Linked DNA regions of Gossypium hirsutum: region 2 is linked to region 1. Evidence: chromatin contacts called from public Hi-C data. All regions are on one chromosome and are shown on one strand. The core of a region is the stretch at or near the end of the contact, and the rest is flanking DNA. Distances in the headings are between cores, read along the strand shown.

Region 1 (4,496 bases), core at 1,899-4,398:
AGTAGTGTCTGTCGAGCTATTTTTCGCCCTTTGTGCGAATCTATCGAAAATAATCAAGATTAATCAAAATTTGGTATAAAATTAATTAAAAATCAACATGTTCATAATTTGAGTGCAATTTAATTATTTTATAATTATTATATATTTTTCGACAAGAATTTTACCGAAACTGGATGAATTTGAGTTAAAAAGGGCATGAAAAAGTATGTGTATATTTTTGTGTTTCCAATTGATCATGCATGGAATTTTATGGAGACATGTTGGATCAAGTCTAAACTTGAATCTAAAACGAGAAGCAAAATTGGAGTATTAGAGGGAGAAGATAAGATAGAGGAAAGATGAAGATTCTAAGAATTTGATTCAATGAGTCATGGCCAATCCCAATTCTGTGATTCTTTTGTTTTATTCTCCCCCTAATTGTAGAATTGGAGTAGAAATAAATTTCTTCAAAGAAAGTAACATCCATGGTATTATAAAACTTTCAGGTAGTGGGAAAGAAACATTTGTAGCCATTTTGATTGGCTAAATATCCAAGAAAGATACACTTAAGTGCACAAGCATCAAGTTTACCATGGTATTAAGAATGGACATGAACAAAAGCAGTGCAACCGAAAAGTTTGAAAGGAATTTGTGACACAAGACATGAGGTAGGAAATTGAACCTAAAATGTTTGCAAAAGCAAGTAAAATTTGAAAACCCGAAAAGGCATACGGTTGATAAGATATGTTCTCGTGAGAATGGCTTCACCCCAAAATTTTTTAGGAACATTGGCTTGAAAAAGTAAAGATCTGGAAACCTCAAGAACATGATGATTTTTACGTTCAATGACACCATTTTTTTGTGGTACGTCAACACAAGTACTTTGGTGAACAACACCATGAGATTAGAGATGAGGACTAAGGTTTGAGTTGAAGAATTCTTTGGTATTATCAATTATTAGGATTTGAATATTGGATTTCAACTAGGTTTGAACCATGACATGAAAATTTTGAAATATGTGTTTGGTTTTAGATTTTTCTTTCATAAGAAACGTCTAACACAATCAAGTATGATCATTAACTAACAATAAAAACCATCGAGCACCACTTATATTAGGAATACAAAATGGCCCCCAAATTCTACCATGAATGAGAGAAAAAAGGTGAGTTGGATTGTATGATCGTGGTGAATAAGTGTTTCGAGTATGCTTTTCCAATTGACAAACTTCATAATAAAATAAATTGGGATTTTTATGGATGAATAAGGATGGAACAAACATTTTAAATACAGAAAAGTTGGATGACCTAGACGAAAGTGCCACATCATAATTTCTCTTTCCTTATTAGAATGACTATCAAACTTAAAACTATAACTCAATGAATACTTGATGACTAACAATGGATTGAAGGAGTGTTGACATCTAGAACATAGAGGCTCAAATGAAAATCAACATTGCCAATTGTCCTCCCCGAGCTCAAGTCTTGGAAAATACAAGATTTAGAAAGGAATTTAGTTTTAGGTCACGTTTAGTTTACTAACAGATATGAGATTACAGTCAAGTTCAGGCACAAAGAAAACTGATTTGAGAATGAGGGTATTGGAGATACAAATGGTTCTTGTTCCAACCACTTTGGTGTGTGTATCATTGGCAATACACATTGTTTGAAAGTTGTTACAAGATGAATAAGTTGCGAGAAGTGATCTGTCACCTGTCATGTGATTGGATGCACCTGAGTCTATAATCCAAGACGAGGAAGATGACTTGGTTGCATGTAGTACAAAATTATTGGAGCTTTGTATAGGGTTATTTGCCTTTTGTATGAGTTGCTGGAGAAGTTCTAATTGTTCTTTACTAAATGGAGCAGAATTACTAGGTTGAGATGTTTCAAAAAAATAGCATTGTTTGAATTTGGTTTTGGGATAACGCTAGTAAGATATTCATCTTTGCTCTGTCCGCTTATGAACATCATCATTGATTGAGGCCATTGAAGGTAGTTGTGGCCATTTAGTTTATAAGTGGTAATAGAAGTTGGCCGAAAGGTTGCGGGAGTATTGAGAGAGGGATCAAATGTAGATGAATCCTTGGATGTTTGTTCAAATTCCGTCATGAAGAGATGATTTCAAGAAAAATGAGAGGAAGGCTAAGGTTTATGAACCTCCAGCTTGGATATCATGAAGTTTTGTTAGAATTGTGAAAAATGCTTCATTTGCTATTTTTGTGAAGATAAATCCCTATATATACACATAAGATCCTCTACATATAACCTTGATAGGCTTCTATAAATTAGGACATGCAAAATCTTAACTATATAGAATATCAGTATTTTAGGTAATTAATTTCCTAAGAATCATCTATCTTAACTAATATAGAATATCAGTATTTTAGGTAACTAATTTACTATGAATCAACTATATAGTGTGATACAACTAAATCACATACCTAGATTGATTTCATACATTTTAAAAAGTTAATTAAATTCTAGTGTATTATCTAGTGGCAATCCGCGCATATGTCATATCAACAAAGTTAAAAAAATGTTAATTTTTTCATTAATTTTGAGGTAATTTAACAAAGAACGCAAGTTCAAGAGTCGAAAGAGATTAAAAATTAAATACAGAGCTAAAATATTGTTTTTATAAAGTTGAAAGATCAAATAATTTTTTTTTAATTTGTTACCTATTGCATTCATCCGAGTGTAATAAAATCTAATTATTTTAAAAATATTATTAATATATAATTAAAACATTAGAAATAAGTCTTAAACAACCGGTTAAGTATTATAATAATAAAATATTGATTAAGTTTATTAATATATATATTTGATCAAAAAAAGTTGATTAAATATAAAAAATACTGACTGAGTTGACCATTTAGTTACCCTTATCCCCTGGGTATTGCTCTTGCTTTTGCATTATGGTCCGTACAATCGTAACAACGACAATAAAATATTTTGACTCGGCAACAAGATTAAGATCTGCCCATATCTCTCTTTTTTAAGTTTTTATATTAATACAAACTAACAAATTATGGTTTTACTAACCTCTGACGCTAGAACAAATAATTTTATTGAATTTTAAAAGTGAAGTAATTGAACGGATCAAATCAGGCAATCATCTAAATTCAAATCCATAGAAGAACAGCTATGGAAGCACACAATCAAGATTGGTTTAAAGACACGTAGAGAATTTTAAGGACAAGAATACTTGATACACGTTATAGAACACAGGAGATGATGATACATCAGCAATCAATGATCTCACGGGGGCTTGACGAAATATGTCAGATTTATCAAGTCTGTTTAGATATATATATTTATATTTATATTTAACACATTCTTTCAACTTTACAGTGGGGAAAAAAAACATAAAATGACTAAAGCTTGGTCAATGTTAAGTTGCACTTGCAGGAGGTTCATTGGCTTCAATTATGTTTTTTGGGGGGGGGGGGTTCAATAAGCTTGTGCTAGACAAATGAAATAAGCCATAATCGAAGAGGTTGGGGTAGGGGCATTGATTGCGACGGCAAAATTCACTCTACCTCTTTATCATATTCAGGTTATAGCCTAGCAAACACCTCACCTGATCCTTTTATTAGCCATACCAGCTCATTAGAGCTCTTACGAAGTTTTACGGCTTCTATTGAGCTTTTGCGATGGTTCAGCTAGATACACCGTGCAATAATTTGACAAATCCGAGAAAACTTAGCTTCCCATCAGTGTGCCTAATCCAGTCATGAAGAACAGCATGAACAGGCACGGATGGGCTCAGTCCGAGTTCCTGAAAGGTAATGGTAAAAATGCCAGAGGTTAGTCTAAGCTTCTGTTGCTTCAAGATCTTACAAACATCCCAATAAAGCAAAACAGAAGAAAGAAATGGAACCTCACTGCTTAAGATAACACAGAAACTAAGTATTTGCAATGTTAAATTTATTTTAAGTTATGAATAAAGATATCAACAACCGCATTTCATATAACGTTATTACTATAAATAGTATATCAACTGCACTCTTTAAAGGATGCCTTACGGCAAATATCAGCAAATCCCAAAATCTCATGAAAAAGAAGCCACAATAATTTAGGCTCCTCATTTTTCTTGAAGTACTTATGTTGTACCCTTTTCGAGCACAAGTATGGGTATAAAATCCTCCAAATGCATGGAGAAGCTAAAAAATGAACATATGCATGTCGGACATACATATGTATCCAATACACGCATTGAGCCCAAGTAACATAAACCATAATAAACATTACCATCAATAGTAGTTGAAATCTACAAAAAATAAAAGAGAATTAAATGAGACTTAAAGGCCCACTAAAGGGAAATAAATGCCCCTTAAATCACTCTTTCTATCATCTATTACACAATACCTTCACAATTGTGCAACAAATTTTATATAGACTGCACAGCTCTCTTAATTACAATTGATGCTGACGAGCAAGAAAAAAGTTAATTTTTTATCTCAAACATTATTCATTCTCTCTCTTCTTTCGATATCCTTAATAGTGAGGTGTTGTAGT
Region 2 (4,097 bases), core at 1,376-3,875, 54 kb before region 1:
ATTGCATTGTTCAACCATATTACCATTTCATAGAATGAAAAGTGCAGAAGATGTTCGTTTCCTATTTATCTTTGCATGATTTCCATGCTGAGAAGGTAACTTCCAGCTGTTGCTTGTGCATTGTAGCATCCTAATGAAAATTGAGTCAAAAGAAATTTTGCGTCCATTTACACGCCTTCACTGCAGAAAGTGATCAGTATTATAACTGCCTGTCAACATTCATCAAATCTGGAGATTGGATCAAATTCCTTTATCTATTGCAAAAGCCAGGATTTGAGTTGGGATGGTGGCTGTATTTGTCAGTTGAACTGCTGGTTTTGAGAAGCAGGTATTGTCCATGGATCTACATAAGGTCTAAAGGGCAATGACCTTACCATTGTTGAAGTAGATCCGATATTATAGCTGGAAAACCCATGAGGTGCACTCTGGTGGTTAAAGTTTCGTTGAGGTTGATATGGATTTAGGATAGTACCGGCATATGAATGATGAAAGGCACCTGTATCTTTAGCAAAATGAACGGGCTTTTCATAACTATAAGAGGTATTAGAGACTCTTAACCTTGAGTTTTGCTTCTTTTTCACTTTTCCAACTGGAGAAGACACTTGGTAATTGTTACCCATACTTGGACACCTTGGAATAGGGGTTTTTCTTCGTGGGTTATTAATCTTTCCCCTGTCCGGTTCAGTAGTTTTTCTTTTTTTCGATGGTCTTGATTGATGTGAATGCTTTTGGCATTTTGTACCTAGTTATAAAAGAAGAAACATGTGATGTAAAATTCCAGTAGCCCAATAGTCAAGAGAAATGGAATTCACAGAAACATAGTTTACTTTCACCATCTCGCTCTCCAACATACCAACATCAGTAGACCACTTCCTCGTTCTTTTCATTGCTTTTACCAGTCTTGCTGCGTTGCCTCGTTTGTGCTTCTCGGCAAGTACATGTTTTCTTTCGGCCTCATCACTCCAATGCTGATGTAGACCAAAAGAAGAAAAGCATAAATAAACCAAGCCCATCATGGCTAAAAATGTCAATTTCCAGCCAGATACTTGCCTGTCTGTAAGTTTTCAATTTATAAAGGTTTCGACCCTTTACAAGCAAAGGAAATAATGAAGGCAATTTTTTACTCCCCTTGCTCCATAATACTTCAACCTATACATCAAAAACACGGAACTGGTGGATACTATCATCAAGTGCACAAACAACTCATTGGGGAAAAAAAAATTACAGAAAACGCATGAAAGGAACAATTTGTCACCTATTGCAAACTATCACTCAGATTGGCAAAATCAACCGTTTTGAACATATCTTTGTTTTAGAAACCAAATATGTGCAACATTTACAGGACTTCTACCTACCTAACATAAGATAGTGCATTGGAATTACCGTAAATGTGTGTTGTTGTTTGGCTTTGCCATAGCTTTCCTTCACAACCCTTCCTGCAATAGTTCTCTTCCCCAGAAGTTTTCCACGCCTAGTCATTTTATTGAACCTGTTTTAAAAACCAAACCTTGATTTACATAGCCCCAAAAATGACAAGGAAATGTAAGAAGAGAAATAGACAAGATAAGGAGAATCTGCAATGTTAGTTCAGATAAGGGATTACTTCTTATAAACCTTCTGAGTAAACAAAACAACATCTCCTTTACAAACATCACCTACATTATTAAGTAACAATAACTTCGTATTACTCATTCAAATTGCCGAAATAATAATTCAAATGAAAAGAAAAAACAAATCAATAACAGGTAATTACCAGTACAGTTGATGAAAAACGATGACCTGGGATATAAGGCTTCAGCTCTCCCATCTTTTATTCTGAGAAAGAAAAAAGAATGTGTTGTTAAGTGAGGATATTAATACCTACTCATTTTTCCAAAGTTTTGAGAGATCTATTGCAACGTGGGAACAGAAAATTGTATGAAATTTCTACAAAAATGGATAAAAAGATGTGAAGAGATTACCTCCAATGCTCAAGAATTCTCTGTTGACACACTGCCTTAGTGCCTGTGATTCGGAGGCCATGGTTTCTCAAATAAGCTTTGAGTTGTTTCAAGCTCAAGCTTTCTAAGTCACCTCCTTCTATGGAATACAAGGATCATAAATTGTAAGGACTTTTTTTCGGATCAAATACAATTATTATTTTCAAAAACAAAAAATTAATAAATTCAAAGAAGGCAAATATGACCTTTGAGAAGAGTGATAACTCCATTGCAGAGAGAATCGTCGTTATCGGTCCGATCATTATCGTCCGAATCGTTCTCTTCCTCTTCCTCTTCCTCAGTTTCATCTCCACTGATGATATGAGAATTAAATCAATATTAAAGGGGGGAAACCCGAATAAATTGAAAATGAAATAGGAATTACAATACCTGGAACTGGAAAAGCTTTTATCTTCATAATCATCATCGTCACCATCTTCTTCTTCTGTTTCGTCTTCTTCCTCGGAAGAAGAGAGGGAAATCAAAGTAGGTTTGGCTTTTCCTTTCTTATCAGACATTTTGATTGAAGTCAAACGGAAGAGCGAAATTTACGACTGCAAACTCGAATCAAATTTTCTTACTAATTTAATTTTAATAACTTCACAATTTTTGAAGACATTTTATCTGAGGAAATCCGAGTCGACACATGTAAGGTCAGGTCGCGTTGGAATTTAAAGCCGAATATCGAAATTAGCCCAACACTATAAAAACCATTCTCGGCCCAATTACAGTCCATTATCTCCGTTTTTGGTTAATTCAGTTTTTTCAGTTCAATCGATCTAATATTGATTAGGAAGATTTTGTAAGTTAATAAGCTCGCTAAGTTTGCTTCTTCTATTTAAATTAGTTAACCACCATTCTAACATCAATTTATATGATTGTAATTCCTTCAAGAATTCTGTATGTATTAGATTCTTATTTCCAAGGTTATATGCAACCCTAAAGCCTACAAAATTCTTGGACAAGCTTTTGAACACCTTTATTTGCGTGTTCTGGTCCAGATTGGCCTCATTATCTGTATTCTCGGTAAATTTTCCCATAAGAGTAATCATATGGTCTTTAACTGAAATGTCGGGCTTTTTTTGGGCATTTATCAAACTAGTTATAGCTAACTGTCGAGCCAATGCAGCTTAACCTCCGAATATATCCTCTAATTTGCTAGCATATAGCAAGGAGTTATCTCATCATACTTCTCTCAACATTTTCTAGCCTTAGCTTCAATTTCTCACAACTTAAGACAATCATGAGATTTTTTTTCCATTCCTTATAGTTATTTTTCATTCAGCTTGTTTCAGTAAGAATGCTTAGTAAGGGAGTATGTGCTATTTTTTGAACTAAAAAATAAAATATTCATTCATTAATATCTTTTACGTAGCAAATATTAATAAAATGTTTTGCAACATACGATATACATTAATATGATGCATGTGTTTTACATTAAAATTTGAAAACATTTATAAGTTGTTGCGACGATAATTCCTACACTTATTGAATTAAGTTACCATGGGCCAACCCTAATCAACTAGTGATAACATGGATTTCCATCCAATTAATACATGAACCTAATTCTTTAGGCATTCATACGTACTAATAATCATTTAACATTTGACCATCATTCTAATTTAAGTAGAGCTTCGTGGGAAGCTACTTAACTAGAAGACTTTGAATGTATAACCATCAACTCAACACTTATCACATCATGTACCACAAATGAGTCATCGTGGGACAATCTCACCAAGTGACATGCTATGACTAGTTGTCATTTTTAAAGAAAAACTTCTTGTTATATTGCATGATAATTGATAACTCGAAATTATATAGACATTTATAGCATCTTCTGACTAATAATTCATGCAAATCCGAGTATTTTGATAGCAAATTTTGTAGTTTCATTACAAATTTGTAAAGTAAGACAAAATTAAAGATGAAATTTTAATCTTACTTATTTAAATGCTAATTTGACATATTTTTTTCTAATCAATTTGTAAAGTAAGACAAAATTAAAGATGAAATTTTAATCTTACTTATTTACATGCTAATTTGACATATTTTTTTCTAATTTGACACAGTTTGGTAAAATAGAAAAAAGTTAGATTTGAAGCTCACCTATTCGATGTT

Evidence for each region. Hi-C and Micro-C count contacts between places; a contact is called where the count stands out from the background.
Region 2: a contact with region 1 is called in a Hi-C map of fibers, with 3 times the contacts expected there. The contact joins the promoter of LOC107945409 here to the enhancer-like site in region 1. A contact is called at or near these places in 7 of 34 Hi-C or Micro-C datasets (anther, fibers, hypocotyl and 2 more).

The regions. Positions count from the first base shown.
Region 1 is chrD12:14,136,368-14,140,863 of Gossypium_hirsutum_v2.1, reverse strand. LOC107945410 (CDPK-related kinase 5) reads right to left here. Exons shown (of 11, transcript XM_016879416.2): 11 at 3,069-3,756. The coding sequence ends at 3,637. Among protein-coding and RNA genes, the nearest start is that of LOC107945410, 5.9 kb to the right of the region's middle. Within about 2 kb of position 3,148, at least 1 of the 9 cell types and tissues checked has an H3K27ac peak or open chromatin away from gene starts, as enhancers often do.
Region 2 is chrD12:14,190,450-14,194,546 of Gossypium_hirsutum_v2.1, reverse strand. It overlaps LOC107945409 (zinc finger CCCH domain-containing protein 62), which reads right to left and starts at 2,625. Exons shown (of 9, transcript XM_016879415.2): 1 at 2,370-2,625; 2 at 2,186-2,292; 3 at 1,962-2,079; 4 at 1,754-1,815; 5 at 1,604-1,655; 6 at 1,384-1,489; 7 at 1,051-1,149; 8 at 854-968; 9 at 1-742. The coding sequence starts at 2,497. The coding sequence ends at 300. It overlaps LOC107945408, which reads right to left and starts at 160. Exons shown (of 25, transcript XM_041108505.1): 1 at 24-160.